Regions from separate parts of the Sus scrofa genome. Here all the other regions are linked to region 1. The links are chromatin contacts, called in public Hi-C maps. All regions are on one chromosome and are shown on one strand. Each heading gives the region's core, a stretch centred on a gene start, on an enhancer-like site or on the middle of the called end of the contact. The rest is flanking DNA. Distances are from core to core; before and after follow the strand shown.

Region 1 (3,794 bases), core at 234-2,733:
ACAGAGTTAACTGGGCTTTTTTGAATAAGCGCTATAGACTAGGAGAAAGGGGAGGTTATCTGATTACAAATACAAAGATCTGCCCTCTCTTAAAAAAAAAAAAAAAAAAAAAACAATTCCCCAGGCAATCCAAACAGGCTGCACGCATCGGAGAACCTTTAACCTGCAATAGCCCACGAGACGACACCTCCTGGAAGACCACTCCAAGGTAGAGAGAGAAGGTCCTGGGAAATGAACGCGGGAAGGATCTGAGGCTGATAATCTAAAAAACTATGGTCTAGATTCCGATTGTTTCCCTCACTCGCTGTAAGATCTTAGACCAGCCCGTCTCTCCGGGGATCGATTTACCCATCCGAGCAATGGGGCAAGACCAGGGATAAGGAAGACTAAAAAGATCTCAGAGGTTCCTTTCAGTCAGGACGAGCACCTCAGAAACCAGGCCTCCGCTGAAGCTGATGGTCAGAACTGCGAGGTCCAGCGGAGGGGGCCTCCCCAGGAGAGCCTAGCTCAGTTGGTCACCCCGGCCTCACCTCAAGAGACCGCGCCCAGGCTCCAGGTCGGCCTGAGGGCCTCGCCGCGGAGCCCCTCAGGAGGGCTCACCGCACGCGCCTAGGCCAGAAAAACCATTAACAAAGCCAGGGGCCAGTGGGCCTCGGAGGGGACCCCAGTCCCTACATGGACGCGCACACTCACCTCAGAGTTCCTCACCTCGGGACTGCGATCAGCCGCTCTCCACTTCCGGCAAGAACCGCCCAGCAATCTTCGCGCGACCCACTTCCGGGCCCTCACTGGGCGCGGCACCCCCACCGGAAATGAACGGCCGGCTGAAACGCCTGGCCAGAGGAGGGACGGGGAGGATGTCTGGCCGCCCCGTTCGTGACTCCGCCCCCTATCCGCCACGCCTAAGAGAGAGAATCCCCTCTAGGCAGGAAAAAAGCCCCGCCCCATTGAGGGAGGGGCAGGCCGGCGTACTTAAGGCTAAGCCACGCCCCTCTATCAACCGTAGAAGCCGGAAGCGCCAGGGCCAATGAAGGACCGAAATTACTGGCTAAACTCCACCCCCGGAGAAGGAGGACTAATGAGTGGCTAATTCTCCCATCAGTTTGGCTTCAATGGCAAAGGCCGGGCCCTTTTCGCAGTATTCCGAAAGGGGTCTAGGGACTAGAGGGGACGATTCTCTGAGGGCGGCTATTCTGGGTGGCCGTCCATTCTCCGTGGGGATGAAAGCTAAACCCCGCCTCCCTCTGGGCGTGCAGACCTCGATTTCCCCGTTTGTGACGTGAGGAGGCCATTGATCTGGACGTTGTGCCTGGAGGACCTCCGGGGGCTGGGTGTGGGGAGGGGGTCTGCGAGGGCGCTCTGGCCCAGCCCGGGGTTTCTGGGCGTGCCGCCGCCGCCCTGCTCTTTCTGCCCTCGGCTGGGAAGGTGGAAGCTTGCCCCACTTCCTGTTTGTTCGGTGCGCTCTGTGACCATAGATGGTCAGGTCTGGTGCCGCGCAGCAGCCTCCGCCCCGCGGTTTGGGAGTCCTACTTCTCGGTGCGAAGGGTGTGGTCCGCAAGATTAAGATGAGCGAAATTAGAAGAGATCCTGCCCTAGTCGGATGCCGCTCAGTCGGGGGGACGTTCCGCACTGCGGCCGCTGCACGCAGGGAAGACTTCGCTTCCGTGCCCCTCAGGCCTGGAGATCAGAGCTTTGTTCCCTCAAGGCTCACACTTTCCAACCAGTGATTATCCTCCCACAAAGATTTATTTCCAGAAAAAAATTGGCAAGTGCTACAGGTTCCACCCGTTCAGCTGAACGCCTCTGTCAGTTCCAATCCTCAAATTGAATGCAGGCGTTATATAGAGTCACTCATTCAATAAATACAGTTCTTGTAATAACAGTTACCATTTACTGCGCGCTGACTATATGCCAGGGCTATGCTGAATGCTTGTGCATTTTCATTTAATTCTAATAGGAACTCTCTGTGGTAGGTACCATTATGGCTTCTAATTTTTAAATGGAGTTGAATTACTTGCCAAGTTCACAAAGTAACTGTCAGAATTTTGAAGGGAACATATCTATCTGACTAAATCCCGGAGCTTAAACCTTATGCTAGACCATTCTGGAATCGTCTGCAGCAATTTGGAGGCAGTCATGCATTTGGGTAGAGAGACATTCTGAGTTCCAGTCCTGGCTTTGGCACCTTAATAGGGGGCAGACTTTGGTCCAGTTACCTGACTTTTCTGAACCTGGGCCTCTTCTAAATGTAATGACTCCCAGGATGTTTAAAAGCAAGTGACCATATGACAAAATGTGGTATACAAACTGTAGCATTTTAAAAATATTTAGATTTAACAAAAACATCACTCTCTCTCACACACACACTCACCTGCACAGAAACTCTACTCAGCCATAATACGAAAAAGTTCTATTTGGTGCTTCATATATGTGAAGCCCAGGGCAAATAGCCTCCTGGCCGTCATTGCAATCAGCTCTACATTTAGTCCTTCCAAATCTTTTTTTGGGTTAGAGACGAGAAATACCTAGACTATACGTGCAATGTAGAGGAAGGGGAGAAAAAGAAGGAAACTGAAAAGGGAAGGAAGAGAAAGGGAGTTCCCGTCGTGGCGCAGTGGTTAACGAATCCGACTAGGAACCATGAAGGTTTCGGGTTCGATCCCTGCACTTGCTCAGTGGGTTAACGATCCGGCGTTGCTGTGAGCTGTGGTGTAGGTTGCAGAGGCTCGGATCCCGCGTTGCTGTGGCTCCGGCGTAGGCTGGCAGCTACAGCTCCGATTGGACCCCTAGCCTGGGAACCTCCATATGCCGCAGGAGCGGCCCAAAGAAATAGCAAAAAAGAAAAAAAAAAGAGAGAGAAGGAAGAAAATTTCCCCATCTATAAATTGGGGCAGTTTCCATCGTGGTGCAGCGGAAAGGAATCCGACTAGGAACCATGAGGTCGTGGGTTCAATCCCTGGCCTCACTCAGCGGGACTCAGCGGGTTAAGGATCTGGCATTGCCTTGAGCTGTGGTCTAAGTCGCAGACTCGGCTCAGATCTCCCATTGCTGTGGCTGTGGTGTAGGCTGGTGGTTACAGCTCTAATTCAACCCCTAGCCTGGGAACCTCCATATGCCACAGGTGCAGCCCTAAAAAGCAAAATAAATAAATAAATAAATAAATAAATTGGTGATAATTAATGGGATTATAATGAGAAACAAACAATAATGCGTGTGAAACCATTTAATAAAGTGATTCTTTATAAAGAGTGCACACATGTCATAGCACCGAAACTTCTAAACTTTTAAGGGACCTGAACACATGCACTTATAACTCCACTGGGAGGGAATTTATTTATTCTTTTTTTTTTCTTTTTATGGACAAAACTGTGGCATATGGAATTTCCCAGCTTAGGGGTCAGATCAGCTGTAGCTGCCGGTCTACACCACAGCCACAGCAACGTGAGATCCAAATCATGTCTGTGATCTACACCACAGCTCACGGCAATGCTGGATCCCTAAGCCACTGAGCAAGGCCAAGTATCGAACCAGTGTCCTCATGCATACTAGTCAGTTTCTTTACTGCCGAGCCACAACACAAACTCCTTTATTCATTTATTTATACACTGGAAAAAACCCGAGTTCTTCTGTACTAAGCACCATGTTACTTTGTACCAGGCCCATCTAGTGGTACAGCAGTGGACAAGTCAGATCCTGTCACTGCCCTCATGGAACTTATTATAATCTATTGTGGAAACAGGTATTGCAATCTGGGGAGGTCATCATCAGAAGATGTGCTGACTTTTGGCTTCTAG
Region 2 (4,092 bases), core at 912-3,411, 73 kb after region 1:
CAGCAGGCTCCATTCTTTCACACTACCGCCGCTGCTGCCTACCCCTCCAGGATCTGTTGCTCTTGCCAGGCAAGAAGGAGTTGCCTGACCTTGCCAGCTAAGACTCGTGGGGCAGAGAGACTCCTCTTCTAGATACTCCTCAAAGCCTTATTTCTCATGGGATTCCCAGGTCCATTTCACAGATGGGGGAAATGACCCTACCCGGGGAGTCCATAGTCTTTTCCCCCCTCGGGATGATGGCAGAGTCCTGAGGGGCTCAGCCCACTTACCTGAGCTACATCCAACAGGTAGATCTGCAGGAAGAACCCCAGGGCACATCCCGTCACCTGGTAGGGGGCCCCCCCAACTGCATAGCAAAGCTTGTTGCAAACGGACAACTGTTTTTGCTTCTTCGGCTCCTTCTGGCAAGAGGAGAAAAGAATGAAAAGAGAATCCATGAATGAAAAGAGATCCACAATCCTGTCCACATCCTACTAGTTTCCAGAGGCAGGACCATCCCTTCAGCCAACTCTGCCAGGAGGAACCAAGTCTGCCTTGCCCTGTTCCCACCCAGGGAGATCCCACTTCCCAGAAGAAAAGAAAGGTATTCTCTGTTCTTAGGAATCTTGAAAAGGGGAACCCATACTGGAAGTACCCCTAAGCCACCCTCAACCCTGGATCCTTATCAGCCCATCATCCCTTAACTTCCCTCCCAAGGCCTCAGACATGTTTCTTTCCCAGTTGGAGGGGGAGCATGCTGCTCCAGCAGCGGACCTGTCCCCACCCGGCACCAACTGCCGCAACCTGAAAATCCTCTTGCTGCCAAGAGCTGGCTAAACCCAACTCTGGCTCCCGCCCTGATTCAGAGGCCAGAACCCACCTGCCTAGTGGGTGAGGGCTCTAGAGATCTATAAGGGCCCAGCCCAGCTGGCTGTAGGCACAGCTGTTCCTTCCATCTGTCCCAGAGCCTCCCTGGCCCCTGGAGGCAGCCAGACCTTCAAGCAAACCCAGGAGCTGTCCTACCCTCCTTCCCTCTCCCTGTCCCCCACCCCCCACCCCCCTCACCCCGTTCCCAAGGGATCTTGGAGAGGGGAGGAAAGGCCTCTAGGTGCAGGGCTGGGCCCTGTCTGGGTGGGGCACTAGGGAAGTTAAGGTTGCCCTGGGAAAAAAGAGATTACTCATACATGTAGCAGCATAATTGCTTACCCAAGCTCCTTCCAAGGACTGGTTAATAAAATGAAAAGGAAAAAGCAGTCACCTCCCAGGCAGGTATCTATTGCCTGGGATCCCTCCCTGGGGCCTCCTAATGCCATACAGTCCTTCATTTTGTCCACAGAACTAGAATTGGGGCCGAAGGTCAAGTCACGCAAAGCGCCGCGCGGGACCAACACCCACACTCACACAAACGACTGCGGAATGCGGCTCCTTTAAGAGCGGAGCCCTGGTTCTTATGAATGAACTTGAGCGGCCCTCTCAAGCGGAGTTGAGAAGCACTCGTAGGATGTGGGGGCGGGGAAGAGGGGGCTGAGAGATGGGAAACCAAGGGGGATTTCTCAGATCTCTGAGGTCTCTCTGGCTTCCAGTGTAGCAAACTTAAGCTACTCGTCACAGAGGTAGGCAAACTGACTAGGCAGAGCCCGGCACACGTGGAGCAGCCGGCGCGGCCGCTCCTCAGACTTAGCCAGAGCAGGGGTGGTTAAAAAGAGGGCCGCCGCCTGCAAACCTTCTCCATCACTCCCTGCCCCCGCCCCCCACCCCGGGCATCCTAGGGCCCCTTCCTGCCTCTGGGTCCTCCTGTTCCTGGCTGGCCCAAGGTGTCCCAGAACCAGGTTTATTCCTCTACTCCCCCATATCAGCCTGCCCCGCCACCCCACCCGGTGCCGGGCCCTCACCTTCACCTGGACCGGACGTTCACCCGCTTGGAGGATGCCGGTGGGCAGCAGCCCCGCCGCGGAGCCGCTCTCGGCGCCCTCTCCTTTAGCCATAATCCGCGGGCCACGCCGCCCGGGACCGGGAGGCCGGGATGCTCCTCTGCTCCGCGATGTTCCTTCCTCTGCTCCGCGGGCCTCCGCTCCTCCCGGGCTCTCGTTGTAGTCGTAGCCGGCTCCGGCGCCGCCGCCGCCACGGTTGCCGCGCGATAGTACACCCGGCAGGCGGCTAGGCGAAGCTCACACTCCCCTGCACGCCCCCTCGCTCTTCTTAAAGGTTGGGCCCCCGCCCTCTGCAATTCAGCCAATCCCAGAATTCTGCTTCTCCGCCGGCGGCCAATCCTCGAGCTCGCCGGGCGCCAGCCTGCCCATACCGCCCCGCAGCTTGTGCCGCTGAGCCACGTTCTCCAGTTGGGAACCCGCATCCGGCTGCGCGTGCTTTTCGCAACCCCTCCCGCCCCCCAACGAGAGAAGGCCGGGAGACCCACCTGATCTGCCCGAGATCCCCCCAAGAGAGTTCTCCCAGAGTGAGATCTACACCCCATGATGTCTGACCCTCAGGCCTAGGAAAGACAGAGGCTCAGAAAGCCCACTGCCCCCTTTAGAATCTGGAGTCAGGTCAAGTTTCCCTCTGGTCCAAACCGGGAGGATGTAGTTGGAACTTTTCTGACCTATACTTCTCTTTCCTCTCCGCGAACGGACCCTTCCCTCTTCCCGACACTGGCATTTTTAGGGGTCCTCGCGATGGGGTAGAAAGACCGGCTGCGCGGTCGCTGGCGCTGCCCGCAGGAAGCTTCCAAGTTGTGGGAGGAAATGAGGACCACAACCACCCGCACACAGTGATGATAACAGTGGTATTTTATGGAGAGCTTCCTTCATTCTTGACGTGATCCCATTCAGTGCTCATAACCACACTGTGAGGGTGGTACTATTATTATCCCTGTTTTACAGCCGAGAGAACGCAGAGAGATGAAAGAGCTGTTATGTGGCAGAGCCAAGCCTGGAAGGTTTTGCCCCATTTCAAGGCACAGACCCGCTCTATCCCTCTCAGGAAAAAAAAAAAAAAAAAAAAATGCAAACCCCCACGAGCATCCCCAATAAGAAAAGCCCTGGGGGAAGAGTTCGCATCGTGGCTCAGCAGTAACGGAACCGACTAGTATCTAAGTATGAGGACGCGGGTTCGATCCCTAGCGTCGATCAGTGAGTCAAGGATACAGCAGCGTTGCGGTGAGCTGTGGTGTAGGCCAGCAGCTACTGCTCTGATTTACCCCTAGCCTGGGAATTGGTATATGTTGTGGATGTGGCCCTAAAAAGACAAAAAAAAAAAAAAAAAAAAAAAAAAAAGAGAGAGAGAGAGAGGCAAAAAAGAAAGAAAAAGAAAAGCCCTGGGAGACACAAAGCTCTGTGTTGAAACAATCAAGGAAAGGCAAAAGGAGCACTGATTAAACTGGTCCTTGAAAGAAGATGAGAGGCCAGAGACAGAAGCCAGAAAACAGTCTTCTACCACCTCTGGGTCCCTTTTGCCACCATCACCTTCTACTTTCCAGACATTTAAAAGGCCCTGTTGGGGAGTTCCCATCGTGGCTCAGTGGTTAATGAATCCAAATAGAACCATGAGGTTTCGGGTTCGGTCCCTGGCCTCCATCAGTGGGTAAAGGATCCGGCATTGCTGTGAGCTGTGGTGTAGGTGGCAGACACGGCTTGGATCTGGAGTTGCTGTGGCTCTGGTGGAGGCCGGCGACAACAGCTCTGATTCAACCCCTAGCCTGGGAACCTCCATATGCTGTGGGTGAGGCCCTAGAAAAGACAAAAAAAATGAAAAAATAAAATAAAATAAATTAAATAAAATAAAATGCCCTGTGGAGGCCAGTTGGTACTGATTAATGAAGCAGTTTGTGGGATGCTCAAAGGCCACTCACTCCCGTTCCTGTGGTTGCTCTGTTCAGGTTCCTCCCCTTATTTTTCTTTATAAAATCTGATTGCCATGAGGAGAGATGAGGTCTGGCTGCCCCAGGATGGCCACACCAAGCTTCCTCATCTGCCCTAGCAGATCCCCGTCTTGGCATAAAGTTCTTGGCCATTGCTGAGCAGAAGAGAACCAAAATGAGGCCACTGAATACTGTGAAAAGGGCCTGGACTGGCCCCCATGGCTCTGTTATAAACTGTGTGACGCAGTTCTGTCTCT
Region 3 (3,958 bases), core at 351-2,850, 110 kb after region 1:
TCTCTCAACCTATGTATCAACTTACAACTGGTATCCCATGCTCCAACCACAATGAACTACTTGCACATCTCACATCCCTCTGCCAGGATGTCGACAGTGAGGAGTTTGGTGCTCTTAGACCATGGGGAGGGAGAGACAGACAGCAGGTAATCAGGCTGCTGTTTGTAGACCAGACCTTGAATGCCAGTTAGAGCATTCTAGATGTACGGGCTGCTATCCCAGGTTAGTTTCCTTGGTCTAAATAGAACGCTCCTATAGTTTAGCTTTTCCTCTTCTCCTTTTTTTTGTCTTTTGTCCTTTTAGGGCTGCACCCGTGGCATATGGAGGTTCCAAGGCTAGGGGTCTAATGGGAGCTACAGCTGCCGGCCTACACAGCCATAGCAACGCCAGATCCGAGCCACATCTGTGACCTACACCCGATCCTTAACCCACTGAGCGAGGCCAGGGATGGAACCTGCAACCTCATGGTTCCCAGTCAGATTCGTTTCCCATGCGCAACGAACGGGAACTCCACTTTTCCTCTTCTATTGAAGGAAGTCTGCACAGAAGAGGAGAAGAGGACACAAGGCTTATACCTCCATCATTTTAAACAGACATGCAGAGCTACAAGCAAAGTTCCCATTTTACACATAAGTAAACAGAGGCTTCAAATGACTTGGCTCTACAGCTACCAAGTGGCAAATTGAAGGCTTGAAAGAAGTTTCCAGACCGCAAATCCCCATTCTTTCCTCTACTAGTACAGCTCCTACAGCGAGTTTTGTGTGTGGTGTGAGGGGGGGGAATCTCAGCTCTGGCCTGGTCTTGGGGAAAAATTCTCCTTACCACCCACATCAGGGGCTAAGTTTGTTCTACTTGCCTCTCTTGGCCTAGTTCCCTTCACTAGATACTCTGTCTTCTTAAATTCTCACAACAATCCTGTGGGATATTACCATCCCTTCATTTTATAGATGAGACCAAGGCTCAGCAAGGTTAAGTTTCAGGATCCAAAGTTTGGGGTCCTCACCACCTTACTTCGCTGAGGTCTGTCCAGGTTTAGGAACACTAGCTGATGAAACGGACCAGAGGGTGATGAAGCGGTTGCTGGGGACCAGTCCCACTTCAGGACCAAGGGCCACCAGGTGGCGTGGTGGACGTTTGGCTGCCCCCACCCTACCTCGCCAGACGCACCAGAACGACAGGAGGCGAGCCCGAGGAAGTAGGCTCGCGGGGCGGGGAGTAGTTCTCTTCTCCAGCCCAGAGTCTGCAAGTAGCGCGCGTTTCCCTCGGCCTCCAGAGGACCACCCGGGCCTCGCTCAAGAGTTACGCCCCCATCAGGCAACCGCCGGGCTGCATCAGCTTGCCGCCTCTTCTGCGCTCCCCAGTGTGCAATCCATTTTGAGAGATACAGGGAACAGAACAGGAGAGAGTAGCCACGATCCGGGCGCGGGGCGGGGGACTGGGGGGGGCTGAGACTCCACCGCCCCCACCTGTCGACCGGGAGGGGCGGGGAAGGGCGGGGCTTGTCCCGTAGGGCCCGCCCCCGGTCCCTGAGCCCTGGGCGCGCGACGAGATATAAGGCAGCCGGGAAACAATGCGCCTGCATCTCGCGCTCCCGCGCCGCTCCCGGGAGCGTCCCGGCAGCCGTGCGCGAGTGAAGGCGGGAGCGCGCGCGCGGGGGGCGAGCTCCTGAATGCGGGCCGCGCGCTCGGTGGCGCGCATGTGCATGTGTGCGGGCTGCCGGGCTGCCGGGCTGCCGGGCTGCCCCGAGCCGGCGGGGAGCCGGTCCGCTCCAGGTGGCCGGCAGCGGGAGCGAGGTGAGGCTGCGGGCGGCCAGGGTACGGGCGCCAGTCCCGGGGGGGCGGGCTGCAGGCTGCCTTTAGGGCACAGCGCGCCCCCGCCCGGCCCGGCCGGGCCCTGGGAGCTGCGCTCCGGGCGGCGCTGGCAAAGTTTGCTTTGAACTCGCTCCCCGCAGCCTAGACCGCGCGCAGTGAGCGGCTTCCTTGGGCACTCTGACCCAGGGCCGGGCTGCTCCGGACACTAGAGAAAGACGCGAGAGGTTGGGGAGGGAGAAGAGCCTGGCAGCAGGCTGTGCTGGAGGGCCGAGGGACGCCTCCCTCCCTGAGCCCGCAGCGGGGTCAGCACGTCCCCCTTCCCTCCCGCAGGGAGCGGACATGGACTTCGACTCGTACCAACACTATTTCTACGACTATGACTGCGGGGAGGATTTCTACCGCTCCACGGCGCCCAGCGAGGACATCTGGAAGAAATTCGAGCTGGTGCCGTCGCCCCCCACGTCGCCGCCCTGGGGCTCCGGTCCTGGCGCCGGGGACCCGGCCCCGGGAATTGGTCCTCTGGAGCCGTGGCCCGGAGGGGGTGCTGCGGACGAGGCAGAAATCCGGGGTCACTCGAAAGGTTGGGGCAGGAACTACGCCTCCATCATCCGCCGTGACTGCATGTGGAGCGGCTTCTCGGCCCGGGAACGGCTGGAGAGAGCGGTGAGCGACCGGCTTGCCGCTGGCGCTCCCCGGGGAAACCCGCCCAAGGCTCCCGCTGCCCCAGACTGCGCTCCCAGCCTCGAAGCCGGCAGTCCGGCACCCGCTGCCCCTTGTCCGCTGGGCGAGCCCAAGACCCAGGCCTGCTCGGGGTCCGAGAGCCCAAGCGACTCGGGTAAGGACCGCCCTGGGCCATCCAAGAGGGGGGCACCCCATGGGTGGCCAAACCTCTGCCGCTGAGGTCAGGCACTGGATCTGCGCAAGCCTTTCTGCCACCTCCCCCTTCCTCTGGCTGAAGCTGCCGGTGTAGCCCCCAGCGGTGTCTGTCTGGCACGTGGGTGTGTTAGTAAACAGTTTGAAGTAGTGGCGTGGGAGCCAGCGTCCCTTTGATGATGATTGGAGCCCCGGGGGACAAGGGAGACTGGGTGAGGCTTGGCACTTAGAGAGGACAATACTGGGATTGAGCCGTAGGGGATTTTTGTCCTCCAGAGGCTGGAAGTGGTCCCTTAAGGGTCACTCCAGGCTTGACTTTTTTTGTTGCTGTCTCTTTCCCTGGGAAACTCACTCCCCTAGGGAGAGGAGCCCCTCAGGAGCCTTTTGTGCAAAGAAGAAGCCTTCATCCTTTCAAAAACCTGGTCTCCTGCCTGCTTTACTTTAAAATGGCAATAATGGCTCCTCTTGCACCTCCGCCTGTTACTATGTGTACATCCACATCACCCCTGAAACAGGTATTGAAGGAATGACCACTCCCCATTAACAGATGGAAACACTGAGGCTTAGAAATAGGAAATCACCATACGTGAACCCCAGCTTCCCACCATCTAGCCAGCCTCCTTTGCCCAATCCTCCATCCCAACCAGGCACTTCTCTGATGTTTAGAGGACCTCAGTGGTAGTTTATGTGAGAAAGGCAGCCACTTGCCTTTTTGCTTTGGCCTGAGGTGAGAAGGTGTTCCTCTAGCTCCCTCCCAATTCATCCGAGGGCTTCAGCTACTTCATTTGTATTCAGCAAATGTTCACTGGCCCCTACTTTGTGCCAAGCCCTGGGCTTGGTTCTGGCGTCACAGATCTGGAGCTCCAGGCTTCTCTTCCCCATCCTTGAATGAATGTGTAAATGTCACTGAGTGCAGACTGCAGCATCCTGTGCCACCAGACTGTGTTCTTAGCCTAACCTCTTTGAGGTGCTCATGAGAAATACTGGGGAGGGTGCTTTTATAGGGTGCAAACTGAGGGTAGCATCAGGTAGATCAGGACAAAAAACTCACTGTAGCTTTTAGGAATGACTTACATGACCATTTGGAGGGAACTGGGGAATGGATTTGGAGGTTGTCATACACTTGAGGGGAAAAATAAGGATAATGAGAAGAATTAAAAGTCTTTTTTTTTTTTTTGGTCCACCATATTAAGGTCATTTTTTAACCTTGCTTTCTACACTGAGACCTTTTGTTTGCTTAATGGCTGGAATGGGAACTTTGAGACCAAGATACC

The links. Hi-C and Micro-C count contacts between places; a contact is called where the count stands out from the background.
Region 2: a contact with region 1 is called in a Hi-C map of embryonic fibroblasts, with 1.8 times the contacts expected there. The contact joins the promoter of MFSD2A here to the promoter of CAP1 in region 1. A contact is called at or near these places in 1 of 5 promoter capture datasets (fetal skeletal muscle), 4 of 47 Hi-C or Micro-C datasets (embryonic fibroblasts, heart right ventricle and skeletal muscle) and 1 of 2 datasets of contacts at active chromatin or transcription factors (alveolar macrophages).
Region 3: a Hi-C map of liver shows a contact between it and region 1, with 2.8 times the contacts expected there. The contact joins the promoter of MYCL here to the promoter of CAP1 in region 1. A contact is called at or near these places in 2 of 5 promoter capture datasets (fetal skeletal muscle and liver), 16 of 47 Hi-C or Micro-C datasets (brain, embryonic fibroblasts, fetal skeletal muscle and 9 more) and 1 of 2 datasets of contacts at active chromatin or transcription factors (alveolar macrophages).

What each region holds. Positions count from the first base shown.
Region 1 is chr6:95,809,174-95,812,967 of Sscrofa11.1, reverse strand. It overlaps CAP1 (adenylyl cyclase-associated protein 1), which reads right to left and starts at 1,483. Exons shown (of 13, transcript XM_021095997.1): 1 at 709-1,483.
Region 2 is chr6:95,737,030-95,741,121 of Sscrofa11.1, reverse strand. It overlaps MFSD2A (sodium-dependent lysophosphatidylcholine symporter 1), which reads right to left and starts at 2,161. Exons shown (of 14, transcript XM_005656087.3): 1 at 1,878-2,161; 2 at 270-401. The coding sequence starts at 1,964.
Region 3 is chr6:95,700,269-95,704,226 of Sscrofa11.1, reverse strand. It overlaps MYCL (protein L-Myc), which reads left to right and starts at 1,600. Exons shown (of 3, transcript XM_003127827.5): 1 at 1,600-1,793; 2 at 2,142-2,646. The coding sequence starts at 2,151.